Linked DNA regions of Mus musculus: all the other regions are linked to region 2. The links are chromatin contacts, called in public Hi-C maps. All regions are on one chromosome and are shown on one strand. The core of a region is the stretch at or near the end of the contact, and the rest is flanking DNA. Distances in the headings are between cores, read along the strand shown.

The links. Hi-C and Micro-C count contacts between places; a contact is called where the count stands out from the background.
Region 1: a Hi-C map of cortical neurons shows a contact between it and region 2, with 4 times the contacts expected there. The contact joins the promoter of 4933433G08Rik here to the enhancer-like site in region 2. A contact is called at or near these places in 1 of 484 Hi-C or Micro-C datasets (cortical neurons), 3 of 115 datasets of contacts at active chromatin or transcription factors (astrocytes, embryonic basal ganglia and embryonic stem cells) and 1 of 9 other capture datasets (embryonic stem cells).
Region 3: a contact with region 2 is called in a Hi-C map of bone marrow-derived macrophages, with 14 read pairs. The contact joins two enhancer-like sites. A contact is called at or near these places in 1 of 15 datasets of contacts at CTCF or cohesin (pro-B cells), 2 of 484 Hi-C or Micro-C datasets (bone marrow-derived macrophages and nephron progenitors), 2 of 115 datasets of contacts at active chromatin or transcription factors (Th17 cells and large pre-B cells) and 1 of 9 other capture datasets (embryonic stem cells).
Region 4: a contact with region 2 is called in a Hi-C map of bone marrow-derived macrophages, with 11 read pairs. The contact joins two enhancer-like sites. A contact is called at or near these places in 1 of 15 datasets of contacts at CTCF or cohesin (large pre-B cells), 2 of 484 Hi-C or Micro-C datasets (the G1E-ER4 cell line and bone marrow-derived macrophages) and 1 of 115 datasets of contacts at active chromatin or transcription factors (embryonic basal ganglia).

What each region holds. Positions count from the first base shown.
Region 1 is chr9:61,101,575-61,108,369 of GRCm38.p6, forward strand. 4933433G08Rik (RIKEN cDNA 4933433G08 gene) reads right to left here and starts at 3,812. Exons shown (of 2, transcript NR_105026.1): 1 at 3,580-3,812; 2 at 1,438-3,050. The region is part of intron 2 of Gm34004 (a long non-coding RNA gene); the gene reads left to right.
Region 2 is chr9:61,749,256-61,755,873 of GRCm38.p6, forward strand. It overlaps Gm34828 (a long non-coding RNA gene), which reads right to left. Exons shown (of 7, transcript XR_001779197.1): 7 at 1,132-1,891. Among named protein-coding and RNA genes, the nearest start is that of Gm34828, 70 kb to the right of the region's middle. Within about 2 kb of position 4,721, at least 70 of the 459 cell types and tissues checked have an H3K27ac peak or open chromatin away from gene starts, as enhancers often do. A contact at or near this core is called in Th17 cells, bone marrow-derived macrophages and cortical neurons, where this site is marked.
Region 3 is chr9:61,020,114-61,027,796 of GRCm38.p6, forward strand. All of the region lies in intron 1 of Gm51680 (a long non-coding RNA gene), which reads right to left. Among named protein-coding and RNA genes, the nearest start is that of Gm5122, 6.9 kb to the left of the region's middle. Within about 2 kb of position 2,403, at least 83 of the 459 cell types and tissues checked have an H3K27ac peak or open chromatin away from gene starts, as enhancers often do. A contact at or near this core is called in Th17 cells and bone marrow-derived macrophages, where this site is marked.
Region 4 is chr9:60,950,668-60,957,944 of GRCm38.p6, forward strand. No RefSeq gene overlaps it. Among named protein-coding and RNA genes, the nearest start is that of Gm5122, 63 kb to the right of the region's middle. Within about 2 kb of position 5,189, at least 1 of the 459 cell types and tissues checked has an H3K27ac peak or open chromatin away from gene starts, as enhancers often do. A contact at or near this core is called in bone marrow-derived macrophages, where this site is marked.

The sequences.
Region 1 (6,795 bases), core at 2,562-5,061, 650 kb before region 2:
TTTCTGACTCCCCAGTATGGGGTTACAAACATGTTCCGGGGGTCTTGTTGTTGGTTATTGTTGGTGTTTTTGACTGAGTGTCACTATGTAGCCCTGGCTGGCCTAGAACTCATTATGCAGCCAAGGCTGACCCCAAAGTCACAGAAATGCATCTGCCTCTTCCATGCTGAGATGAAAGGCCTGTGCCACTAAACCTGGCAGCTGAGGCTCATTCTTATTCTTATGCACAGGCGCTGGGGATCAAACTTCCATTCTCATGGTTGCAAGACCAGCACTTTACTGACTGAGACCCCCTGCCTTCCAACTCATGACTCACACCTTCTGCTGAGAAAATCTCATTTCTCTTGCTTGCCCCATCTACACACATGGCCCATATGCCCAGCCAGAGCAGGTGGCAGCTCCACTTGCCAAGGAGAAGCCATTGGCCCCATCGGACACTTGACAGCAGCTCCCCTGACTGGCCCTTCTTCCAAGTGCCTCCACCACTGTTTCCCCCAACCCCACCCCCAAAAGTATTCTTTACATAGTTTCACCTTAAAGGAAAAGACACTTTCGTCTCTTTACCCACTGAATCTCTGTGGCTTGGACATGCAATTCAGTCCCTCTCAGACATTCCTTGAGAAAAACCATGAAGCCGCAGTCCTGGGGCAGGGCCAGAGGATCTGCATCTTTAATGGGCCTCTGTGACTTGCTGGATGCTGCTGGCTCAAAGGACCACACTTACGAACAGCAAAGATGTAGTTTTCCCATGCAAGGAATTAGCGAGCGAGTTGTCAGTGGAAACTCCATAGTCAGGCAGCATCTATCCAAAGCAGGAAAAAAAAGAAAACTCACAAAAACAAAACCTAAAGCAACTCACTCATTTTAATTAATGAAAAATACATGAATAGGCCATCCTTGTTAAGAAACCCCAAGTTATTCTCTCTCAGAGTACTGGGAGAATAGCCCTGCTCTCAGGGAAAAGGCGGGGTTAAGCCCACATTTTAATTAGCGTATCAATGGCTGATGATTAAACAGGGCTTTCTAAAGGACTGGACATCTGAACAGTTTTTCTCTTCCTCTCAAATTCTTAAGCATCGAGCTACCTCTGGCTTCTTCCGGCCTGCTGGTACTAATTATTTGCGCACAGCCTATTTTCAAAAGCAGACAGAGCCCTCCCTCCCTGCTCCGTTCACAGATCCCTCAGCAATGCAGGCCTGTCGCTGGTGCCAATCTCCTCACCAAAGGCGTTGCTTTTGTTTTATTTTTCTCTTTCAAGAAACTGACATCTTAGCGCCTCATATCCATCTTAGTTTAAACAAATGTTTTGATTACATCCAAGCGCGAGCCCAACAAAAGCTGTTGGGACCGGGCTGACGCATTTCCCTATTAGTTTTAGACAATTTGTTCTAATATTGTTGGGAATCGTTCGTTTATACATCCATACAGATTTGATTACTTTACTTGTTTCATTAATCTTTATTTGTTTAATCATCTGTTTAATCTGTTTAATCGCCGGTTTAAGTGGAAAGCTTACATGAAGATGTTTTACGTTGGCTCATCCAGGCATCCTGACGTGGAGCCCAGCGTTCCTTTTTGACTATTTATCACGTTCTTTTATAGGGCTTCATGAGCCACTTGAAAGCCTGTAGGATGCTTCGGGGAATTCAATAATTTAGTAGTTCTTCACCACTGAACATGATGTATTTTTAAAAATGTTATTTAAATAAGCAATATTTGTGGAATAATTTGACTTCCATTCTGGGCTCGCGGTTTCTTCTCTCCCAACCAAATGCAATATTTAAGTTGGCATGGAGACTAGTCTTTAAGAAACTGGGAAGGGAGGTCTGGGAGAACGGGGCTGTTCGCAAGGATGAGAAGCTCTTGTCTGTTCCAAGTGCAAGTTGGGTTTTGTGTGAATACTGAGGCCGTGCCCGAACTCTGACACTGCCTTGTCACAGTGTTGAGAGTGTGATGTCCTGCCATCTCCCTCCATGTTGTAAATGTGTGTCATGTTCAACCACCAGTCAGATGTAGGGCCCTAAGTCCAGCCAAGACCCCTTGGGAGCCATTTGTGAACTTGCATAGACAGCTGCCTTTGTACCCTGTATCTTAGGAACAGGTCAACCCATGTCTTTGGCAAGTCTTTTGTGAGCGGTTCCAACTGTGTTCAGAGGTGGGAGGTAACGGCGCTGTCTATGTAAGCTACGTGTTTCAATGTGGGGACAGCAGGCATGACTTCAGGGAGCCAGAGGGAACATCCTGGATTGAGTTGGAACACTTTCAGGGATGCATTGATGTTGCAAAGATGCATTAGAGGCAGAGCTCATCTCCTCTGCAAATGGAGAGTCCACCTGCCTCCATGCCAACCTCTGGAGTCCTCAGCATCTTCCACAGCCTCTGATTACGTGCCACTTTTGTCTCTAACCCCCAAAGTGACAACTATATAGCCTAATGTGGAACGGGCCTGAGAATCACTGGCAACGAATCCCCTACCTCAACCCATACCTTTCTGAACTTTTTAGTCCCTTTTCAAAAGAGCTGATGTGAGAATATAAGCAACCATGCTCTGTCTTGACCTTACAATGCTAACATTCATGACCTTGCTGGGTTAGATGTCCCTCAAGCCTGTCTAGGCTGCCAATCTGCACGTTTATACTGTCATCTTCTTGATTCCTACCAGGGCCTTTCACCTTTCAGACATGATCACGTGGGGAGCGTGTCTCTCCAACACACCTGAATGCATCTGAGTTAGCACCTCCTCTCTGGCTGGCCGTGTGACCTTGGGTAAGTCGTTCAACATTGTGGGTTCTGTTTCACACCCAACAGGTAGGAATGGCAAGAGCCCTTGTTTCACTGCTCATGGTAAATAAGACATGACAAGAAGGTGCCCAGGCATGCTCAGCCTGGTGCTTGGTTTACCTAGGCACTGGGACTGGCTGTTACAGAGGCCCACTGTGGGCTTCTGCACAGTTGTCCTCTGAAGGGGTGGGAAGCTTCAGAGGGAGATACTGTGCTGGAAGAGGCACTTGTTAACTTCCGCTGTGTTCTTCTGTCTGTCGCAGTGTTATCTGAAAAGACCGAGTTGTTTCCTGTTACTAACATGTTCTAGTCCTGATGTCCCGTTCTTGGTCATTTTCCCAGGCTCCCCACCTGGCCCTGGTGTGCCTCGTGCCTGAGACTTTCTTCATTTGATCCCTAGCAATCAAGCCCCCAGGTGGTCCCTGCCCCATACTTCTCTGGAGGGACAGCTTCTAATCCGGTCTTGTATAGTATTGACGGGGATGGATTTATTAAATGTCTTCCTCCCGAGCATCTAGATTTCTATGTCCATAAATTATTAGGTCTTGAAACCTTACTCCCGCCTCTGTCTGTACATCTCTGTGACATTCCCACAATCCTTCTTCCTTAGTATTCCCAGGAGTATGGTCTGAAGTAGTGAGAAGAGTCGCCTAGAAGCAGCAGTCAGCCAGTGCAGCTCAAGACATAGGCCCTAGCTGGGGATCTTCTGTCTGTATTGGGCTAAGGCCATCACTCCAATTGTGGTCTGGGCGCTCTCAGCCTTTCAACTGAGGGAGGATGTATATGGAAAGCATTTACCTTTTCCCTTTCCTTTGGGGCTCAGGACTTGGGGCCTGGTGGTAGCAAGCTAGCCACACAACTCAGCTCATCAAATGCTGTTGCTCAGTGGTTAGCACTGTGAGCTGCTGTGGTCAGTTAGTCAGTTACACCTTGTATCCATGGAGAAAACAAGAGAATGGACAGACACGCAGAAATTTCTGCTCACTGCCATGGGAAAGTCACTCTGTTTAAGCAAAGATGCCCTTGGATTGAGTGCTGTTCTCCCAGATTCTAGATTTGGCAATAGAATTTGGAATAGGGACAAAGAAGATTCTGGAATTGTATTTAAGGAGGAAAGAAGAGAAGCCTGTGGCTAATATCCAGAGATCTTAGTGGCTAGAGGCCTCACAGGGGGTCTTTAGAAATGCAGGACAAGGGAGAATGTCAGAGCAAACAGGAAAGCCTGGCCACACAGGCCCCAGGTCATCCTGGTGTGACCCTCTCTAGCCATGTCGTGCTCGGCAGATGCCCAGGAGACGTGGCCTGGTTAGGAAGCTCTATTTCCCATAATTAAGACCTTCAGCTTCCACAGCCACAAGGGTAGGGCTGTTGTCTCTATCATCCTTGCATCTCGTTCTCTCTTCCCACTTCCTCATTTGATGGTTGTGCCCTCACAGGGTGGATCCGAAAGGTGAGATTACTCAGAATCTGAGGTTGGCAATAGAAAGTGATGTGAGGTGTTCTGGTAACTCTGCTATTGATGCTGGGGCACTCACCACGGGCCAGACTCTGCGTCTGGCACTAGGGCTGCAGCGGCAGGTAGGCCTCTGGGCTCACTTCACAGGAGGCTGTGAGAATGAACCAGGAGACCCCCGTGGAAACAGTGCCCCCATAGAGACTGAGCAGGCTGCTGAACTAAAGTGGAGCACGGAGCGCTCTGCCTGCCAAACTAAGAACCATGCTCTCGTGAGCAGAGATGACTCAGAGAATGGCTCGGAACAAAGGAGTGGGATGAGCTGATTTTGTTTTTGAAACTTTTAATTCCAAAACTAAATCACACTCATAAAAAGATAAGATAGCGTGAAGAAAGCATGAGATTAAAGTTCTTGTGGTGTCCCCCCACTTTGCGGCACCAGTTCCTTCCCAGGGAAGTCCTCAGTGGATGCATCTGTGTACTTTCTTGATTTATTTATTGACTGCATTTAAGAACATATGTGCTTTTTTCACAGAAATAATATTAAGATGCACACAAGTTAGCTTATTAATAGCTGGCTCTCATTTCATGTGGGTACATATAAATTAATCTTATTAATAACTGGCTCTCATCTCGTGTGGGTGCATGTAAGTGAATCTTGCTTGCTGATGGGGATTTATTTTGTGGTCACTTTTTAAAAAATGGCCACCAGGTGCTGGAAGAGGTGGCTCTGCAGTTAAGAGAGCTGAGTGCTCTTCCAGGATCCCAGATTCTATCCCCAGCTGCTCATACCCATCTCTAGTCTCAGTTCCAAAGGATTTGATGCCCTCTTCTGGCCTCAGACACTAGGTACCTACACAGTGCACAGACACACATTTGGGCAAAACACCCATGCCCATCATACACATAAACATTTGATTTTGTAATGGTCACTAACTGTGATGTTGCCTTTCTGAACTTTGAGCTGAAAATTGAGTGTCTGAATAGTAAATTTTGTTTCAACTATATATTTTTTTTTTTGGTTTGGTTTGGTTTGGTTTGGTTTTTCGAGACAGGGTTTCTCTGTGTAGCTCTGGCTGTCCTGGAACTCACTTTGTAGACCAGGCTGGCCTTGAACTCAGAAATCCGTCTGCCTCTGCCTCCCGAGTGCTGGGATTAAAGGCATGCGCCACCACTGCCCAGCTTGACTATACTTTTTTTTTTAGATTTATTTTATGTCTCTCTCTCTCTCTCTCTCTCTCTCTCTCTCTCTCTCTCACACACACACACACACACAAACACACACACACACACACACACACACACACACACACACACACACACACACCTCTTCTGGGTGAAAGTCAAAAGACAACTCCCAAGAATTGCTACTCAGTTTCTATCCTGTGGGTCAGATAGACAGTCCTCAGGCTTTGTGGGAAGCCCCTTTGGCCATGACATCAGCCCTTTATTGTTAACCAAATTATTGAAGTATTGAAGTGTACTTTCCATTCGTAAAATTCACACATTTCAAATGTTGTTGACTCCTGACTGTGTACATATCACCACTGTTAAATACACACACACACACACACACACACACACACACACACACACACAAAACAAACTACTGTTACTATAACCACCCACAGCAGAGCATTTCTCTCCCTGAAAAATTTCCTTGTGACCCTTTGCTGTTAATCCCACTCTACTTCCAAACCCGGAAAGCCACCAACTCAGACTGTGACAACTGATCTTCATCGTCAGCTTGACATGGCTTAGCTCGACTCTGGAAGCAGGCTCTGGGCATGTCTTTGAGGGAGTTTCTGGATTAAGTTAATTGAGGCGGCAAGGGCACACATTATGCCACCATGCCCCCGGCTGGGGTCCAGCCTGAAGGAGAAGGGAGACAGCAAGCTGGGCAGCAGCCCTCGTCTCTCTCTGTGCCCAGCTGCCTCACATGCCTGCCGCCATGTCTACCCTCCATGGTGAACCGTGTGTACCCTCAAACTGTGATCCAGAGTCAACCCTTCCTGCTTCTCCCAGACATTTTATCAGCACAAAGAGAAACAGTGACTGATACCATATGACAGAATTTGGTCTGTCTAAACTTCAACGTATAAAAACCAATAAAGTATGTGTTTTCTCATAAATGAATTTTGCCCAGCATGATCTTTTGAGAGTCATCAGTCGCAGTTTCATTTACTAGGAGTTTAGTCTTTTTTATTCCTGAACATTCTATGGCATAGATTTATTCACAATTTTCTATTGACTCAACTTTAAGAAGAAATGGGCTTGTTTCCAGTTGGAGCCTATTGCAAATAGAGCTGTTAGGAACATACTTGTAAGAGGTCTTGTGTGTGTGTGTGTGTGTGTGTGTGTGTGTGTGTGTGTGTGTGTGTGAACATAGAGTATCATTTCTCAAATGCTGGGCAGCAGAATGGCTGGCTCATGGGACAGGTGTACTTTTGGGTTTATAAGGAGCTGTCAACATGTTTTCCTTTCATGCCTATGTGGTACATATTATACTGTGTATCCTTGCATAGGAGAGTTTCATTTGCTCCAGACAGTTGTCAACACTT
Region 2 (6,618 bases), core at 3,471-5,970:
CCCCTTCCAGCCACCTAGACCCTCTCTGCTTTTTTCTCGAAGCCTAGGGTCTTGCTAACTCTAACACAAAGCACACACAAGTTCAAGCTCTCCGTCATCAATGAACTGGAGCTGAGTTAGAAGTCAGGCAGCACCCAGGAAGTGATTCTAGGAGGGTGGAACCTGCATAAAATTGACCGAGGAAGCAAAGCATGCTGGGCTTGAGTTGAGTCTGACAGACTTAGGCCAGGATAGTTCCTCTGAGGCTTCAGATCTATACAGGTAGTGAAGGGCTCTAGCCAGCCTGAGTATGGCAAACATGGCTCTGGAAGGCCGTGCCCTTCCCTGATTCCCTCTACCTTGCTAAACTGTTATGTGACATTCCTAAAGCTAGCCACCAAGGTCTATTCCCTTGTTTGGCCACTTCCTTCCTCTTAGACTGACTACCAATGTCCAACTATCAAAGTTTTGAAGTGCAGTACTCAAAAGTCTCCTTTTGGCTACCCTAATTAACATGCCCAATGAATGTTAAACAGTTCATCATAACACATGGTTTCCCCCTTTCTCTTTATAAATTTCCATTTGCCTACAGACCACATTTGTCTTCTCTCTACCCAGTGGCAGTCTTTTGTACCCCCCAGGCAAACGTCCCTTCCCTATCCTTTGTTCCCTTCCCTTTTCCCTAGTCCTCTCTCCCCTGTCTTTGACTCTTACTCCCTGTCCTTTGTCCCTCTGGGGCAAATAAATCTCCTTTGTGCTGAGATCTTGGTCTTTGGTGTGTCCTGTGCCAACTCTGGTCCTTTCAGGTAGCCTCCGCTCAGGTCCCTCACTCGGTGGCTCTTAGGTCTGTTGCATTTGCACACCACTTAGGGCTGTAGAGCTCACCAATGTCTCCGTGTCTCCTTCTACCTTTCCTCTTCCTTAAAACAAGTGCACCATGGCTTGCCTCAAACTAAAAGGGTTCTGCACAGCAAAGGAAAAGCAACAGAGTGAACAGCCAGTCTGGGATCAGAGGAAAATCATTGCCAGCTATTAAACCAATGAGAGATTAGTATACAGAATGTATAAAGAACTCAGAAATTGAACCCAGCAATTAAAAGGACAAATGAGTTGAATAGTCCCCAAAAGAGCAAGTAACCAACAGAGACATGAAAAGCTGTTTAATGTCTATAGCCATAAAGGAAAGACAAATCAAAGATGTGATGAGATTCCATGTCACTGCAGTCAGAATGGCTGTCATAGAAACAAACAAACAAAACCAAAAATCAACAAATGCTGGTGTCTGTAGGGGGTTAGATGAATGTTTATGTGTTGCTGGTGTGTTTTGTGTAGCAGTTTCCTCTGAGAGTGAAACTCCATCCTTCAGGGAAGCTCCTTAAAACAGGAAATAAACAACTCAAGATAACTTCAGGAAGTCCCTGAAACTGATTAGATTCACTAGGCCACTCTGCCTCCCATAGACTAAATACTAAAGACAGCTAATAGTCATTTTCAGAGGACCCATACTGTAAAGGAGACTCAGGAAGCTGAGACCAAAATGCCTAGAACTTAGCTGCCTGGAAGAGGCTAAGACTTGAGGCACCTGAAAGGGAGTCTTCAGCCTGTTGAGTTGCCTTCAAGTTGTGCAGTGGGCTCTGGGTTTCTAGCTTTTATACCGATGCTGGGTGGCTTTGGTGATGTATCTGTTTCTGGGTCATTTCTGCTCATGTAAGTAACCCCTCACCCATATTCCTACAAGTAAAATTTTTTAGTTCACTAAGATGGACTTTGGTGGAATCTGGTCTGTTGTGGACTCTCTTTCTGGGTGTGTAAGCCCCTTGAGACCTGAGTAGCCAGGCCTCATTGCCAGAGTACTCCAACAGCCATCAGGACGTGTTCCAGACCCTCAAGATGCAGGCAGCTAAGCTCCAGCCTACAGAGGAAAAAAAAAAGCCCAAGATTAGGCCACAAATTCCCACCAATCCCTGAGTTTGCCCCAAGAACAGACCACTCTGGGAAACTCCGTGCTTCAAGCAATCCTGTATAGCCTGCCTCCTGCTCAGCTCTTTGCTGCTTCTCTCTTGAACAGAGGCACCCTGTTGTCCTTTTCCCAGTAAATCTCTGGTGTGAGTTTTGTTTTGTGGTGTGACTTTTGGGTATTCCTTGGCTCCCAGCTGCCAGGATTCCTTTCCTCTCAGAGCTGTAACACTTACAGGGTGATAGACATGTGTATCGCATCTCTCCTGGAAAAGTCTTGCTTGGGCAGTGGGATTATAAAGTAGTGTAGCCACTGTGGATATTAGCATGGAGGTTCCTTAAAGGACAGCAAGACCCAGTTGTTCCTTTCCTGGGTATGCATCTGTACTGGCTAGTTTTGTGTCAACTTGACGCAAGCTGGAGTTATCACAGAGAAAGGAGCTTCAGTTGGGGAAATGCTTCCACAAAGATCCAGCTGTAAGGCATTTTCTCAATGAGTGATCAAGGGGGAAAAGGCCCCTTGTGGGTGGGACCATCTCTGGGCTGGTAGTCTTGGGTTCTATAAGAGAGCAGGCTGAGCAAGCCAGGGGAAGCAAGCCAGTAAAGAACATCCCTCCATGGCCTCTGCATCGGCTCCTGCTTTCTGACCTGCTTGAGTTCCAGTCCTGACTTCCTTTGGTGATGAACAGCAGTATGGAAGTGTAAACTGAATAAACCCTTTCCTCCCCAACTTGCTTCTTGGTCATGATGTTTGTGCAGGAATAGAGACCCTGACTAAGACAGCATATGAAGGAATAAACATCAACTTAACAGAGATATCTGCACTTCCATATTTATTGCCTAAAGGTCACAGTATCCAAGGTATGGAACTAGCCTAGATGCCCGTAAACAGATGGATATGTAAGGAAATTGTATATACTAAATTGATGAGTATTTTCTATTTAGTAAAGTATTGTTTGGCTATAAAGGAGAATGGAATTATGTCATTTGTAAAAAAGTGAATGAAACTGAAGACTATTATATTAAGTGAAGCAAATCAGGTCCAGAAAGACCAACATCATACATTTTCTTTCATATGTGAAAACCAGAAAAAATATATATATTCATATATGTATATACATATATTATACACACATACATACATACATACATACATACATACATACATACATACATACATAAATACATACATAGCTGGCAAGGTGTGCCAAGCCTGGCAACCAGAGTTGACCCCTGAAACTGATGTAAATATGAAAGGAGAGAATGGGCTTCACAAAGCTGTCCTCTGACAGCTTTGCATAATCAGGCATATGCACAACTGATAATATTAGTGCAATAACAAAGTATATGAAAGTAGACAGAGGTCTGTGTGAAATTGGGGATCAGCCAGATTGGGGTGGAAGTCAAGAGTGAGTGAAGTCAGAATAATATGACCAAAATATCCTGTGTGCACTTCTGAAAATACCATGATAAAACCAAAGGCTAAGAGGAGGCGGAGGAGGAGAAGAGGGAGAAGAGGAAGAGGGAGGAGGGGAGAGAGCGGAAGAAGAGGAGGGGAAACTTTTGGAGCACTAAGGGTTCCTGTGGTCCAGCAAGTTGTTTACCCATTATGTGGACTATACACAGACAGGCAGGCACCAACGGGGAGACCAGGCAGGTTGTACCTTGGGAAGGTTACATTGTCCCTAAAACTTTGTATCCTCATCTATAAAATGGCTCTCTATACATGCCCACCTTGCCCCAACAACTATTTTTCTTTCTCATTCACTTCTCTCCACCACCTAGATGAACTGCACACCTACTGTGTGCCACCCACATCTAAGCCCCAATGAATACAATGTTAAGAGTCACATATAATGCAGGTGTCTGGGGGTGTTTGTTTGTTTGATTTTGTTTTTGTTTTTTGGGGGGATCACTCTGCAGTAAGACCCCAGAGGGCACACATAGACAGGGCTCCTTAGCCTATCCCTTGCCCTGGCTCACAGAGGATCCTTGCCCAAAGGTACCACTTTGGGAATTTAGCCTTCTGCTTACTGAGAAGACCCAAGGGGGTCACAGGCTCCATTCAGCATCTGTCCCAGGCACCTGCTGTGTGCCCAAGACTGTTTGTTGAACTGCAGGGACCTGAGATCCAGTAGGCTTGCCTGATCTGGCTGGGTCTGTATACACACACACACACACACACACACACATCTCTTCCATTATCAATGTAGGAACTTCAAGGTAGTACAGGTGGAAGACCCAGGCACCTATGTCCAGCACACCCTAAAGAAGATCCAGTCACCTTTTCCAGTGAAGACAAAGGGCACAAGCTGAGGAGGCCCAAGGGACCACTGGCTGTCCTTGTCCCACATCCCCCCGTTAGTCATGCAGCAGGCTGACTGATCCTGAGCTGAGACTGGCAACAAGGAGTCTGAAGCATTTCATACTACCTGCCCAGCCCCTAACCCAACCAGGTCCTCCCTTCTCCGGCCATCACAGGCACCAGAGAGACTCCTTGACTACGCCAGAGCAGTAGAGCTCTAGAACAGCAGGAAAGAGAGAGCTTGTCAAGAACCAGCGGAAGATGGTGGCACCAGGAAACAGAAAAGCCTGATGCCGAAGGTCCTGGGCTGAGCTCAGAGAAGTACAATGTATCAGACAGTTACAAAGCAAGGAGGCGGAGCGCCAGGCTCAGAGCCATCTCCTCTCTTTCCTGCAGGCGCCCTGAGGCAGGTTCCCCAAAGCCCTGTCCAGACTCGGTGTTCCTACAGCTCAGAGCGCCTGGGGGTGTGTGGTGCAGAGGGGGAAGCAGGAGAAAACAGCAAGTGCCAGTGTGACTCATGCTTCTAAATGTCGTGTTATTCCAGGCGTGTTCTCACTTTGCCTCCACCTTCATCCACCCCCCCACTTGCCATCTTGAGAACCGGCTGCAGGGTGGGGGAGGAGGCTGAGCCCGGGTCTCTAGGGAAGCTTCGTTTTTACTCTGTCCTCTGGAAAGCTGGGGGTGGGGGTGTGAGTAGGTAGTTGTCCCTAGTGAGCACTGTACTGGGAGCAGAGAAACAGAGTTCTCTCCTGGCTTTAGAACTATTGCTGTGAGACACTGAGCAAGTCCCTCGGCCTCTGTTATTTCATTTCTGTCCTTCCCAGTGTGCAGTGGGGCTTAGGGGAGGGGTCTAGATGCCCTTGGAAGAAAAACAACATGGTTCTCAGGGCTGCGACCCCCAATTCGGGCCTGATTCGGGAAGATTGTGAGAAGGCTTTGATCTGTAGTGTGTGTGTGTGTGTGTGTGTGTGTGTGTGTGTGTGTGTGTGTGTGTGTGTGTGATGTGTGTGATGTGTATAGACAGGTGTGTGAGCTTGCTTTTGTAGACATGTGTCTACACATAGACAAGCATTTGGGCCCATCAGGTGTCTTCCTCACCCACTGTCTACTTTGTTTTATTCAGACAGGGTCTCTCACTGAACCTGGAGATCGTCCGGTCGACTGGGTGTGACAGGTGACCAGCAAGCTCCAGGACCTACCTATGTCCCCACTTGCCCCAGCTCTGGGGTTTTGGACATGTGTCACCATGCCTAGCTTTTATATGGGTGCTGGAGATCAGAACTCAAGTCCTGATGCTGGCATAGCTAACACCTTACTGACTGAGACACCTCTCCAGGCCCTGGTGTTTGTACGTTTAATGCACTTCCCTACCGCCATGCAACCTGGTGGTCCCATGTAGTCTGTTCTAATGGCAGTCTAATCATCTCAGGACCAGTTTGCCTCTTCCAGAAAAAAAAAATCCTTCTTGATTTCCCTGGCCCAATCAGCCATCTTTAGCCCTTGCCACTTCTGGACCTTCCTCCCTGATCATCCTCAACTTCTGTCCCCAAGATATACAAGTCATGTGTGCACATGGTGTGTAAAATAGGTGAGTATGCATATGTGTATGCAGTTGTGTTTGTGTATATATATATGTGTGTGTGTATATATGCGTGCCTGTGTGTTTAGATATGTATTTGTGTATGCATATATGTATGTGTGGTGTGTGTATCTATGTGTGTGTGTGTGTGTGTGTGTGTGTGTGTGTGTGTGTGTGTGTGTGTATATGCATGCCTTGTGTTTAGGTATATATGTGTATGCACACATGAGAACCAGGAATGATAAAACCACACACAATGAAGGGGACATTGTGCCTATAGCCAGGCTAAAGTTCAGACCTGGGTTCCGCATCTCCAGGCCTTACACTTTTGCTACTTACTGGGCCTAGCCAGGTAGTGTCACGTGGGCCCACAATGGGGTTTCCATGTATAAAGTCCTTTGCGGTATGTCTTAGAATGGCCTAACAGACAGCATGTTGCCATGGAGATCTGAATGCCTCCTGCTTGCTGCATACCTTCAGGCAGAGGACTGGGGCATTAGAGTCTTTGAGGGTAGGGAAAGAATAGGTACCCCAGGTACCAGTCAGGTCCCCATGGGAGGGAGAATTCCCCTAGATGGTGTAGCTGCAGAGGTAGGAGTAGAGAGGCTGTGACAGAGGCCAACAGGGTTAAAGGAACCATAAGGGATCATGAGGTAGCTAAAGGGAAAGAGCAGCTGCCAGCTGTTGTCCTAGGGGGTACAGGAGCTGGTTCTGGGACTGTCCCCTCCCACGTCTGAGGAGCAGTTCTTCCTAGGGTGGGGTATCACTCAGGAGAAGCAGAAAAGATCTGAGAGAGCTC
Region 3 (7,683 bases), core at 1,153-3,652, 730 kb before region 2:
CAATTTGAGGTTATGGTCACTAGGGGTCAGGCTTGCACGTCAGTGGCTAAACTGATTTTTTTTTTTTTTGCAATCCTGGGGCCTCCAGGCTGAACAAGAGAGACAGTGGAGTGTTTTCCTGTGGATTCTGTGACCTGCAGATCCAGAGAGTGGCTGGTTCTTCTCTATCTTCGCATGTTCCTTTTTCCCTTCTGGAAGGTTCATCTCCAGCCCTTTACTTCAGATGAGCTTGTGGAAGAAATTGGGTAGGTGATTGGTACCTGGCAGAGACTCTGGGTTGGGTTTGGGAAGAGACTTGGGTCTTAGTTTCAAGCCTGCCTCGGTGAATATCCTTAGTAGGTCAGGTGACCTCCTGTACCTTCACGCATGGAATGGGTGTGTCGAACAGCGTGGAGATATGTGAGGCTTCTGGAGCTCAGAATGGCCGGCAGGCAGGGTGACTTCTGTAGGGGCAGCCCAGCCCTTGTCAGACTGCTCCATGGTGCGAACAGGCATGGGATAGGAAGACTGGAGAAGAGCACATGACGGGAGTTGCCATGAGAATCATTATCTGGTCTTTTAGCTGTGGGTGTGCGGGTGTGGGTTTTGGAAGAGAGGGCATAACACAGAGAGCAGGCTTCACTGGCTTGGGGTCGCGTCTCCAGTGGGATGGCTCAGTGCCTGTGGGCAGGTAAGAGCTAGCTCTCCTGAATGAAGAACACCAGTGCAGGTGTGCTCCTAAGTCAGGCCAAAGCACACATGCTGTTGGACTGCTGGGGTTTCTGGGGTAGCTCAGTGCATTCCCTGGGTGGCTGCTGCGCCCTGGGAATTCTTCTCTGTGGGCATAGCTGCCGTTAGGGCAGGGTAGTGAGCACCACGACCCCACAGTGCTCAGCTCAGGTACGAGAAGAGCACTCAGAGAGCGCTCAGCATAAGCTCAGGGTTGTCTAGCCTCCTACAAGACACTGTGCCAAATAGCCAATTAGTGTTTTAAAAAGTGTTCAACATCCCTCGTTACCAGGGAAAGGCAAGTTAAAACTACTTTAGGAGTACTTGCTGTTCTGGTAGAGGACCTGGGCTCAGTTCCCAGCACCCAGACGGCAGTTCACAATGGAGTACAGCTCCAGTTTCAGGGGATCCAACGCCCTCTTCTGGCCTCCACGGGCACTGCACCCATGTGGTACATATACATCCATGCAGGCAAAATACTCATACAAACAAACAAACAAACAAAAAAAAATCTTGAAAGAAAAAAGCCCTTCTTTGAGACACCTGCTCACATCAGTCAGAAGGGATACCATTAAGAAATCTGACCCCAAAGGTTGGAGAGGAAGGGAAGGGTCCTTCATTACTCTTGGCAGGAGTGCAAGTCAGCACAACCATTGTGCAAACCAGTTTGGAGTTTTCTCAAAAAACAAAAAAAAACCCCAGACATTAAAAATAAAACAATCATGTGTCCTGGCTCTAGCATTCCTAGACTCCAAAGCACTCCATATCCTACCACAGAGACATTTGCACACTCGTGTGCATGCCTATGTGCATACCATTGCTATGTTCACAATAACAGGGAAACGTGACCAGCCTATGCGTCCATCAACCGATGAGTGGATAATGGGGATCTGGCACATATACATGATGAAATAGTATGCAGTGGTGAAGAAAAATGATGTCACAGAATTTTCAGGAAAATGGATGGATCTGGGAAGTATAACGCTAAACAATGCTAAACCCAAACTTAGACAGAAAACACATTTTCCTTCATATGTGAACATATGCACAGGCATTCGCATGGGTAAAATCTAAAAGTCTAGAGAGACGGCCAAGAGAAGTAATATTAGGTAATGAGAAAGGACGGGGGTCAGGACACTTGGCGCTTGAAAGGGGAAAGAGATCAGAGGCAGCCACAAGGGAGGAAGAGGAACTGCTAGTGTGGTTGGGAGGGGAAGGGACTCACACTTTGTTAGAAGATATCCTACTGGCTTCTAACACATTATGCGCTAATTTAAAAACAGAATCATGTGTAGCCACATGCTGGCTGCCCAGGGAGAGAGCTCCATTCTGCTGGGGCCCTTTACCCAAGAGCTTTTTCCTTCTTCACCCAATGTATCTTTCTAGGTAGAAGATACACACTCCTCAGCAGGGTTGCTTTTGAAAGCCCAAGCCTGGGATGGGGGTGTGTAGGGGGTGGGGGGGTGGGGGGAGACTGTGGAGCTTTGCCCCTGCAGCTCCGATACAGCCCCAGCCCCACCTTTCCCTGCATTGTAGCCAGGTTTTTTTTTTTTTCCATTTGAAGAACGACTTCTCACCCACAGTTGCATCAATCTGTCCACAGACAAAGTGAATCATGTCGCAAGCTCTGGTTCTGGCCTGTGCCCTATGCTCTGGTGATGGGCTGGCTGGGCCAGGCCTCTAGTAGGGGAACTGTTTTGACTTGGACCTAGCAGAGGGAAGCAAAGGCCAGGAGAGGGATGCCAGGGGTTGGGGAGTAGTTATGAGATCCTGTTGAAGTCACCAGACAGAGGCCAGTGACCTGTGTTGGGATTACCCCAGTGAACTTTCTGGCTTGCTCATCCTACAGCCCTACAGCTAGCACAGCAGAAAAAAAAAAAAAAAAAAAAAAAAAGGAGCAAACCACTGGATTTACTTTGCTGTGCTGAGGGGATGGGCAGGCTTGGCCGCGTTGCTTCTCTTTTCTCTATTTGGGACTCTGAGTTTCAGTTCTCCTTTAGATGACACACAGTGGCCGTGGCCTGAGGGCTCCCAATCACAAGGGTAGTTTCTTCTCACTTTCTGCTTCAGAAACACAGCCTAGGTTTGGAGCCACACACACACAGGGGAAAGTCTGTCTGCGGGTGTCTGATGGCCCTTCCTGAAGGCAGAACCAAGTGTCCTTCTGCTCCAGAGACAGGAAGGTGAATCTGTCCATGTGTGTCTGTGTATGTGTGCAGGCACAGGCACTGCTAGTGTGGTGTGTACACGTGTGTGGAGAGATATGTCTCTGCTCTCAGGGAACTGGGACCCCATCTCTGTTGGGTCATTCACGGGTACCATCTCAGCATGACATCCACCATAAATCGGCACTGGGACCCAGGGTTGCATGGATAGCCATAGACTGGGCATCTAGGCAATGTCTCTAAGGCCGGCAAGGGTGGAATCTGAGTGGGAAGAGGGATGGGGTGGAGGGAGCAGCAGGTGCCAGAGGGTGCAGAGAACCATGTGGGGAATGACGAATTCAATGTAACTGTAACACGGTCAGGGGCTTGGGTCCGAAGACACTTAGGATGGTAAAGCAAAAGTACTTGATGGTGAAAATAACTGCAATGAATTGGTGCTTGGTCAAGGACTCGGGTTCAGTTCCAACACTGTGGTGGTTTGAATAGGAATGGCCTCTATGGACTCATGTGTTTGAGTGCTTGGTCATAGGGAGTGTCACTATCAGGAAGCGTGGCCTTGTTGGGGTAGGTGTGAGCTTTTGTAGAAAGTATGTTCCTGTGGAGATGAGCTTTGAGGGCTTATATGCTCACACTATGCTGTGTGGCACATAGTCTCTCCTTGCTGCCTGCAGCACCGTGTCTGCCTGCACACTGCCATGCTTCCCACCATGACGATAATGGACTAAACCTCTGAAACTCTAAGCCAGCCCCAATTCCGGAGTCTTCCTTTACAAGACTTGCTGTGGCCATGGTGTCTCTTCACAGCAATGAAACACTAAGACAAGCACCCACCATTATCCATAACCCCAGTCTCAGGGGATCCGAAGACTGCTTCTGGCTTCTAGGGGCACTAGCCACAGCCATGGTGCATATGCATACATGCAGACAAACATTCATACACGCACAATAAAATAAACCTCAAAATAATTTTTAAAAAGTCTAAGATGATGGTGACAACAATGATAATGACAATGATGGTGACGATGATAATGATGGTGACAATGGTGGTGATGAAGATGATAATGACGATGATGGTGATGATGATTGATAGTGATAGTGACAATGATGGTGACGATGATAATGATGGTGACAATGGTGGTGATGAAGATGATAATGACCACGATGGTGATGATGATTGATAGTGATAGTGACAATGATGGTGATGATGATAATGATGGTGACAATGGTGGTGATAATGACAATGACAATCATGGTGACACAGGGTTCTGGGGCGCATATAGTCTCATAGGAAAGAGTGCTGTGGTTAACTGGTGATGCCTCTATGGGCATTGGAACTAGAAGCCTGTATATCACACGTTCTGATTTTGCTTTAGAATTTGAGGCCATGGGGTAATTTTAAACAGGAGAGCAGAGCTTGGATCACAGGTTCAAGGCAGCACGGTATCATGACCAACATCCTAGAGTCAATAAGTAGAAATGGTATGGACAGAATCAAGAGATGGGCTGATAAAGAGCTCGATAGCGAGCAAACACTGACTCCTCGTCTGGCCAGAGGAAGAATATCTCCAGCAGGCTCGCCAGTGTTCTTTCTTCTTGCTGCCTCTTGCTTTCATAGCTTCATAACCGTGCCTGTCACCACTCCATCCGTGTCTGCGAACCATCTCAGCTGATGTTGTTCAGGGACACCCAGAAGAGGAGGGCAACTCATAGGTATTCCACAAACCTTTCTGAGATGTGAGGTCCTTCCTCTTTCGGGGGTAAAGCTACTATAGAGAGTGTCTGTAGACAGATGACTGGGCTCAGGGTGGGACACTGCGGCAGAATGTCCAAGAGACACAGTGAGGAGGCTCTGCCCCTCGTGCTCACGAGGACTGAGGCCGAGGGGGCAGTCACTCACCAGAAGGGGGAACTCAGACGGGCTCTGCAATTAAGTGCTCAGCCTATTGTGAGTGGCTTCCATTGATTCTGCTTGCAACCCATTCTTCACAATGAGTCACCTATCTCAAAACAAATGGGAGGAGGAACTGCAGTTTCCCAAGTGCCTGGGAGGTGAAACGCACGGGTGTTAGCAAAGGCGAGGGATGAGAATATTTCTTTGTAATGTGACTTGATGTGTGTGCCCACATGTGTTTGTGGATACATGCATCCATGCATTCATGTAGGGGCTGCAGGGGTGTCTTCTATCACTCTCCCTCTCAGTCTCTCAAGGCAAGGTCTCTTACTGAACCTGGAGCTTTGCTGGCAACTAGCAAGTTGCGAGCCATCCTCCTGTCTCTGCCCTTCACAAATGGGCACGGGTGAACGTGCTTCACTCTTTAGGTGGGTACCAGGAGCTTGAACCCGGGTCCTCATGTTTATACAGCAAACACTCACCTGGCCATCTCCTCAGTCTGATGACATTTTTGATGAAGATGGCTTCCAGCTTGGCTAGTCTTCCAGAACAATTCTTGCTGAAGCATCTCTCTGGGCCACTGGCTTTATGAGTACCTCGCTCTCCAACTTCCTCAATCTTGTGTGGAGAATCTACCTCTTCATCTTTAACATCCTCTGAGCTCGAGAACACGTGGCTTGCCTAGCTTCTTTCCGATTGCCTCTCTGGCTCCTTAGCGATGTCCTCTTCCTCTTTTACTTGGCCCTGGCCTTTGGGAGTTCCTCGGAGTATAGATCCTTCTTTCTCAACAGAGTCTACCTGCTCCTTGGCCTTCAGCTAACCCTTTGACATAGATGATGGCCCACCTTCCTCTAAGCCCCATGTCTGTCTGAGCCCTGTGTCTGCTTAACATCTGAGTAACGTCTCAGTGTCACCTCAGATACACTACACTGAAAACCAAAGCTGTAACCTTCTTCCTCCAGCATTCTGAATCTCACTGTGGTCTCACAATCCACAAAGCCAAGAGCGAATCGAGAAGCTTTCTTTCCCCAGGAACTTCCATGTTAAGTACTAAGTCCCATTGATGTAGCTTTAGTCTTTCTCTTGTGGTGCTTGCCTCCTCCTGATTGCTTTATGGTCTTTGGATGAGATTCCAGGGCATTCACACTCTACCCACTCATGTTATACTGTAGTTAAAAGGATCCACTCACAGTGGACTGTAACGGTATACACCTTCCCCACAAACCACTCCAGTGATCATCACAACTTGTAAGAAGTTGATAGAACCCTTGGTCAGGCCTCAGGCTACATCCTTAATTCATTCTTCTCCTAATACAATGTTTCACAGATAGTAAGTTCAGTCTCTTCTCCCTCTCTCTGTCTCCTCTGTCTGTCTGTCTGTCTGGGGTTGAATATGTCTATAGTTTGAATGAATTAATATAGCACATGAGAAATTGTCAATCAGTCAATTAGTTTGGATCTTAAGAAGCAGCTAGGACAGCTGGAATGGATTTTCTGGATACTGAGGATGGTGTAGGACCCCTAAGCAGAGATGGTGGCAGCCAGTGTAGGACCATTTTTGAGTTCTAAGCAGGAGGGTCATTTGCTGTCACCTCCATTAGGACCAAACAGTCTGAGCTGCCAGTCAACAGCATCCTGCATACTTGGGGCTTTAGGGTGCTATGTATGCGCCCCCCCCCCTTGGGCTGGTGTCAACAGAGTAGATGTGCTGTATTAAGGCGTCTGGGGATGGGATGTGGCAGAAGTGGGGAGAAGAGCTGGTGGTTGGAGGAGAGAGGTGTCCTTTTCATAGTTACCCTTCTCTTATCCGGAGAGCTGCCTGTGCCAGGTCAGGAGCTACGCAGGATCAGTGCAGGGAAATCTCTCCTAGGAGTCAGGGCTGAGTCAGGTTCTGAGAGTGTCACCGCTGGCCATGAGTCTTTCTTTTTTTCTTTGTGGCTTTGAAGTTCAGGGATGGAAAGCTCTGTGTCCACAGTGGGAAAACTTCATGGGAACGGGGACTTCATTTGAGATTGTAAGCCTCTCTAGGGAGGGCCAGGCTTCTCTGGCCTCTAGGCATTCAGCATCCTTACCCACGTCTTCCAGTAGGTCCATGTGCTGAAGAGAAGCGGGGACCTGAGTGAATGGATGTCTCAGGTTTCATTCTCTTAACCGGGAAGAAGCCACTTCCTTCATCTCTGTTTTCTGTGTGAAGAAATCAAAGCTTGGGGAGTTCAAGGGTTCCCCAAGTTGTGAGGGCGGGACTTGATGCTTTACCTGATTGATCCCCAAATCCAGCCCTATTCTCCCTCCCAGCACTTAACCTCTGCAGGCCAAGAAGCCCTGGGGAGAAGAAAGTTCTGACTCTTTGAGAGTCTCACTCAAAACAGGGCTGTGAATACATAGGCTTCTCATCAAGTGTAAGTGGAAGGAAGGGAAAGAAAACTGATGCCCAGCAAGGCTGGAAGCTGTGCTCAGCCCTGTTCTAAAGGACAGGGGAAAGGAACAGCCTTAAGGAGCCTAGTAACTGAGGACCCCTGGGGAAGACACAAGGCTTAGCACAGAAATGATTGTCAGGGCCCACCTTCACTGTCCCTGCTTTCCACCTTGTCTCCTGCCAGGTGGGGGCTCCTTCCTTGCCTCCACTCCAGAAGCCGAGAGGTCAAGGATCTGGGGGGATGATATACAGATTACTCTGTGGGGATGGAGAATGGGTGATAATAGACAAGAGACCTGCAGAGAGATGGCTACATGGCTGCATCTTCAGAATGGAGAGAGGGAGGAGGGAGGGGGGAGGGAGAAGAGAGAGAGCGTGGGGGGATCGATAGATAGATAGATAGATAGATAGATAGATAATAGATAGATAGATAGATAGATAGATAGACAGACAGACAGATAGATAGACAGATAGATGGATGGATGGATGGATGGATGGATGGA
Region 4 (7,277 bases), core at 3,939-6,438, 800 kb before region 2:
GCCCCTTACTGTACACAGCTCTTGCTTTAGGGTAGCCCAGATCAAATGCTCTTTTAGAATCCAGTTCTGTGTCAGCCTTCCGACTCCTTGCCTTGTATTCTCCCACCATACCAAGGGCACTTGTGATGTTGACTAAAATGTTGCTTCTCCAGGACCTCAGGGAAAGGAGATACCACCAAGAGAGAACAGTGGGCTCTGCAGGCAAACCCTCAGGTCCAGGTGTTGGTGGGTACTGGCCAGTGGCCCAGCAAGATGCCAACGCAATAGCAATGTCAGTGGCATATTTAATCCCAGCAAGCGTCTTCTCCTTTCCTTTGCCTTTCCAATGCCGTGCTTCTCTCTACCCGATTCCCTCCTAATCCCACATTAAAAATCTAGGTTTCTGCAGCCCTTAGGCAAGGAGAGATCAGGAGGTTGGATTGGAGAAAATTCTTTCATTATTTATCAGCGGGAGCCCTGGCAACGGTGCTTTTCCTACAGCTTTGCAAAATGGCCATCCACTGGCTATCTCCTAGACTCTTGGAGCAGTGCAAACCACGGCTCTGAGTTGGGCTAGATGTTCCGGGTATTGTTAAAAACACTTACAAATGCCTGTGCATCACCCAGTTTCCTCCCTGCTGCCAGTGCTGTTCTCACAGCTGGAAGGAATCTCCCCCTCATCTGCTGGCTTCAGTCTTTCACTAAGCCCCATCAATTTTGCCTTTGAAATTTCTTTTGTGCGGGTCCTTTCTCCCCTTTCCACTGCTAATCCCGAGGGCCTGGCTCTTACTCCTGCACGCCTGAGCTGCTTCGAGAAGTGCTTGGCAGAGTTCCCTGTCTCTGGCCTCTGTGTCTTTAATACATTCCACACGGTCAGGCCGCATCCATAGTTCCCAAGCTGTTTGCATTTAGGAGGCCTCAGCTCAAAGCCCCGAAGCTTTCCAGGGCACTTGGCACTGCCCCCACAGCTTGTGCGGATCTCTTGACCTCTGCCCACATCGGTAGCTGTGTTAGTTTCCTGTGGTGGCTGCAAGATGAACTCCAAGGCACCTGAAACTTGGTATCTCATAGTCCTGAGTCTAGAAGTGTGGGCTGAGTTTTCTAAGGTGTCTACTGGGTGCTTCCTTACGAGGCTCTTGGGGAGCATTGGCTACCCTGGCTCTTCCAGCTTCCCATGGCTGCAGTTCTTAGCTCTGGGTTCACTTGGTCTATCTTCTCTATGTAATCAAATCCCCCTCTGCTGACCCCTGTACCCCTCTATAGGGACTTGTGATTACTTGTGTGTGTGTGGGGGGGGAGTGTCCTTAACGTCATCACATTTGCCAAGGTCCCTTTGCAGTGTGCCCTCGCTCACTTTAACTGGACACAACCTAGAGCCACCCAAGAGGGCATTTCAGCTGAGGCATTGCTCAGATCAGATTGGCCAGCAGCACATGCCTGGAGGGGAGGGGTGTCTTTATTGTTAATTAGTGTAGGAAGCCCCGCCCACTGTGGGTGGCACCATTCTCTATGCAGGTGGTCTCGGACCATGTAAGGATCTAGCTGAGCATGAGCTGATGAGTAAGCCTGAAGGCAATGTTCCTCCGTGGTTTCTGCTTCAAGTTCCTACGTCAGTTCCTCCCCTGCGTCCCTTTAATGATGGCTGTCACCTGGAACTATAAGCCAAATCGATCTTTTCTTCTCCTGAGTTGCCTGTGGTCAGTGTTTTCTCACAGCAAGGAAAAGAAAATCAGAATACATGGTGAAGGAGCAGTTGCAGATTCCGAGTGTTGGGTATCATGGATGTTTGGGGGGTGGGATGAAATACAGAGCTGAGTAGACCCTATGGTGTTCTGGTTTCTATTGTTCACTTACTATTTTAAAGTCGGGGCCCATTTCTTGAAAAATAGTGGAGGATGATAACTTGGCAATGCCACTGAGATGCTCATTGGTTTGTATTCAGCTTCTGGAAGCACTTGGCCTGCTTGTAGTCCAGAGTCTAGGAAGTACACATTATAAAAAGCCAGCCCAAGCTATCCTGCACTTTCTTTGTAGATGATGATGACCTTGAACTCTGGTCTTCCTGTCTACCTCTTCCCTCTGGGATTACAGGCTTACTCCACACACAGTTCAGGCTGTGCTGAGACTCAAACTCGGGGCATTGAGAATGCTAGACAAGCATTCTACCAACTAGGACACAGACCTGGGACCCTCAGGAAGCATTTTAAATTTGCTGCACACATGTTATCTCAAAATACTGATCCCTTGTTTGTGTCTCAAGATGCCCCTGCATGCATTCTCTGTGGCCTCGGCATTAAGGGATTCCATGTTAGGTCCATGTGCACTGCTCTTCCAGGAGGAAATGTTAGCATCCTGTTCCTGGGTGTAGACACCCCCATGGCTCTGATTTCCCTTAGAACTTAGCAAGTTGAGTTTGGATGGCAGGTCATGTGGCTACTAGTGGATGACTACCGTCACATCACTGTGCCACCATCTCATTCAATGGATCCCTTTTCATCTGTCTCAGACTCTAGTGCATGTAATCTTATTTTAATGGAAACATTTAGACTTCTCCCATAGATAGAAGGTGAGTACCAGATGAGACAAGCCTACAAAGACAAGCACATTGAAACAATGTTATTTGCCTAAAATTTAAATAATGAAATCTGGAGTAAAGAAAGTTGATTGACACCCTCAAAAATTAATTTATAGACATGGCAAAATGAGTGGCTTCTGAGCAGCAAGGTATAAAAAAATATTGAGCGTAATGTCAGTGGATCGGAGATGACCATGGCTTCAATGGGAATTCAATTATAATGTTTGGGGTAGAAATTTCATATTTGAGAACTCCATCTGACATGTGTCCATAATTGGAAAGGTCACATTACCATTATTCAGGTGTGTGTGTGTGTGTGTGTGTGTGTGTGTGTGCTGTACTAGGGCCTTGCACGTGGATAAGCAAGTCATGTATACTAAGCTACATTCCCAGACTTTGTGTTTTGTTTTGTTTAAGATGGAGTCTTGTTTTGTACCTCTGACATATCTGGAACTTAGTAAGTAGCCTAAGCTAGCCCTCAATGTCTGGCAGTCCTCCTGTCTTGACTTCCTGAGCAACAGAGTTACAGAAGTGAATGACTGTGCCCCACTTCATAGTAAAAAGATAAAGATTAGGATGTCATACATAATGTGCTTCTGTGCATGTGAGAGCTTGAGGATGTTCATACATGTCTCGTGGGAATTTGTGTTTGTTTTCCCAGTTCTGCGGGTTAAACTAGAGCCGTATGCCTGGTGCATTCTACACTGCGCCCAGCCTTCTTGTTACTTTTTATTTTGAGGTAAGGTCTCAGTTTCTCACAATGGTCTTGAACTTTATAGCCCAAACAAGACTTGAACTCAAAATCCTCCTGCTTCAGTCTCTCGGGTGTCTATAGGTCTATAGTGGTGTAGTTGCATAGGCCTGAAACACATACACACATACACACACACACACACACACACACACACACACACACACACACATATATACACACACACAACACAAATACACACATATACACATACATGCACAAACACACATCACACACACACACACACACACACACACACATACCACACTCACATGCACGCACACATCATACAAGGGCCTCTGCCAGTTGTGATGAGCTGCTCAGGACAGGCCTAGCTCCATCTGTCTCTCAGAACAAGCTCCAGTGGCTCTGAGCAGCCAGGTTCAGGGAAAGCTTTCTTCACACCCTCTGCACCTGGCCCTGGGTCTTAGAAGACCCAATGTAACCGTGTGATGACTGGGGACCATGCACCTCTGACAGCAGCAGGGACAGACACTGCTCCTGAGAGCGTTTGAGCAGATAAGAGGAAAGGCGAATTAATTAACCTGTCACGCCCTTCTTCTCAGCTTGAGCGCAATAGATTCTTGTATAGCAAATTATTGCTTCCCAGTTGTGCCAAACATTCATTTTCTTGTTTCTCTTCATGTTCCGGTTTCTGGCTCCGGAGATAAGAATTAACATGGTTTTCACAGTACCAGCCCACACTGCAGCAAATATCACAACAGGGAACAATTTGTATTGCTCTCAAATGTCCATCTATCTGCAAAGCTCAAGCGGTGGTGGATGTGATATGTCCTATCGTCGATGAGATGGGCATCAAGTGTTAGAATTGTGAGTTCCCTTATTTGTATCCAAGTCTTTAATATATGATAGTAATTTGAGAATTTGCAATGATTAGGAAAAGCACCTTTGGTTAAGATTTGTGCTATCTTATATGTGGATGTTAGCTTTCAGTGTCAATATGCATGTTATAATTCACATAATCACAGAAATTAAGTATTGGTAAGGGACTAGAGTAGGTGGGTTGGTGGGTGAGGCAGGTGGATCTCTCAAGAAAGAGGAAATAGAATATATAGCTATGTAGAAATAGGAAGATTAGAGCAGGAGGGCTAAATGGGGAAGGAGATGGAAGGGAGAGGGAAGGAGGACATGGGAAGGACAACTGATTGTATTTAGGGCCCGCTTCATGAAATGGAACCTGTCTTAGTTAGGGTTCTATTGCTGTGAAGAGACACCAAGACTAAGGCAACTCTTACAAAGGCAAACATTTAATTGGGTGTTGCTTACAGTTTCTAAGGTTTAGTCCATTATCATTGTAGTAGGAGGCATGGCAGCATGCAGGCAGACATGGTGCTGGAGAAGTAGCTGAGAGGTCCACATCTTGGCCCAAAGGCCACTAACTTCCAGGCAGCTGGGAGGAGGGTCTCAAAGACCACCCCCCACAATGACACACTTCCTCCAACAAGGCCATACCTACTCCAACAAGGCCATAATTCCTAATAGTGCCACTCCCTGGGGCAAGCATATTCAAACTACCACAGAATCTGTGCTTGACATTGCATGGGTGGCCAAGAACTGAGGCTGAATAGTCTAGAGATGTAGGGAAAACCAAACACCATTATTCTGCTAAAGGAAAACTGCCATAAAATGACCCCTAATGACATTCTGTTGTGTCCATACATCCATGCTTCATTCAGCCATCAACAGAGAGACTTCTGCCTGTAGAAGATAAGAACTAACGCAGAGACTCACAACTGGACAATGTGGAGAGAGTCAGAGACCTTGGAACATCTGTCCTAGATGAAATGACTTCATCACCCTCTCTCCCAGGGCTTAGGGAGCTAAGCAGAAGAGGAAGCAAAAAAGTTGTAGAGCCAGAGAGGAAACAGTCATCCAAACACAGCCAGACTGATGCACACATGACCCACTAAGACTGGGGCAGCCTGCATAGGGCCTAGATGGGTTCAAGCCAGATGGGCCCCAGTGCTGAGAGGGGACGTGGACAAGGGCTAACAGTCATTGCTACGTTTTCATCAACGGGCTCTCACTTGGTATGTTACCCACATTTCAGGACAAGCCCCATGCCCAGCAGGATACGCAACACAATACAGACTCAATGATATTTTTGCAGACTTTTTTTTTTTTTTTTTTTTTTTGGTCTCATTTTGCTTTGCTTGGGCACTTTTTGTATTCTGTTCAACACCGTGGGTTTTGTATGTGTGTGTTTCTTGTAGGTTTTTGTGGGGGGAGTTATTTGTTTTAAAGAGAGAAAGAAATGGCGCGGAGCTTGGTAGGTCAGGAGGTGGGAGGATCTGGGAGGATTTAGGAAAAGTGTGATCAGAATGTATTGTATGAGGATATGTTTCAGTAAAAAATGAAAGTTAAAAATAAGTCAATCCAAAAGCTGCAGAAATGGCTGCTTTCTTTTTCTTTTTCTTTTTCTTTTTGCTATTGGATCAGTGAGAGGGCTCAGTGGGTAAAGGCACTTGCTGCCAAGCCGGGGGACCTGAGTTCAAGCCCAGTACCCACGTGGTAGAGGAGAGAACTGACGGCTACGCTTTGTCCTCTGGCCCCAGGCACACACTATGGCTCTCCTGGACCCCCTCCTCTTGCACACATACAAAATAAAAATAATTTGTATTCATTAATTGTCATGTTTAATTTTCTGCTTAGTTTTTTAGCAATTAGGAAAATTTGGGAGAGTGGATAACTGACTGAAATCATATTTGAAAAAAAAATTGTAGTTTTCAACTCTCAAAGTATCATGTTTTAGAAATCGAACCACACCATAGTTTATTCCATTGCAGTTACAGTCACATTTTATCTATTAATCCTTAGAGAAGTACTGCCAGCAGAATAAAGTTTGGTGAAGATGAACATTGGGCTGGAGAGATGGCTTGTGGTTAAAGTTCTTGCCATGAGAGCAAGAAGACCTGAGTGTGGACCCTCAGCATCCACATAAAAAGCCAGGGAAGCTGGCCTACGTTCTGCACTTCTTGAACTGGGAGGCAGAGACAGGCGATCCCAGGGGCTCCATGGCCAGTCAGCCTTAACCTGTGAGAGACCCTGACTCAGCAGAAAAACTAAGAACAGCTGAGGAAGATAGCCACTGCTGACCTGTGGCTACTGTATGCACAAGTACATACACATGCACACACAAACATGTGCCCACACATTGCATACACACACACACACACACACAAACACACACACACATGCACACTTAAAGATTTTACCACAACGAAGGCAAACATTTTCATGAAATCAATATAAAAATATAATGTAAATACTCTCTATTCTGTTACTTATGCAGTATTTGATAGCTGGTCAATGGACCACCTGAACACCCAGTTGTAAGTAAATTTATCTTTGATATTAAGACTTTCAGCCTTATAAAAATGACAGCTTTGTTCGTCCCTTTTAGTTGTGTTAGACCTATTCGTGTCAAGCCGAAGCTGGAAGCTGGGAGGTGAAAGCTTGCTTTGGGACTCATGCGCAAATACAGCGCCTGCCTGCCTCCTGCCTGCCTCCTGCCTGCCTCCTGCCTGCCTCCTGCCTGCCTCCTGCCTGCCTGCCTCCTGCTGGGGCAGGCTTGCTCCCTGGCTTCTTCACGCACAGCCATCTAAGCTTGTGATTCCAAACCTGGCAGCTATGTTGGCCAGGATATAACTTACTCCATAAGGAAGGGTTATCACTAGAGAGGAGGCCACATGGCAACCACGGGAGAGTGAGGTCCTGGGAGCCTCCCTAGGATACTCCGTGTCACATCTCTCAGAACAGCAGATGGCCCAACTGCTGTGCTCACAGACATGGGTGCAGACTTGATGGAGTTCAGATCAATGGCATAGAGTAAGCACTGCAGCTTCCTGCTAGTGCCCCTGTGGCCATATCCACCAAGCTTCTTTCATGGACAAGGACACACATTCCTACTCGGCAGGCTCCTCGTTGTGAAAAGTGGGGGATTGTACTTGA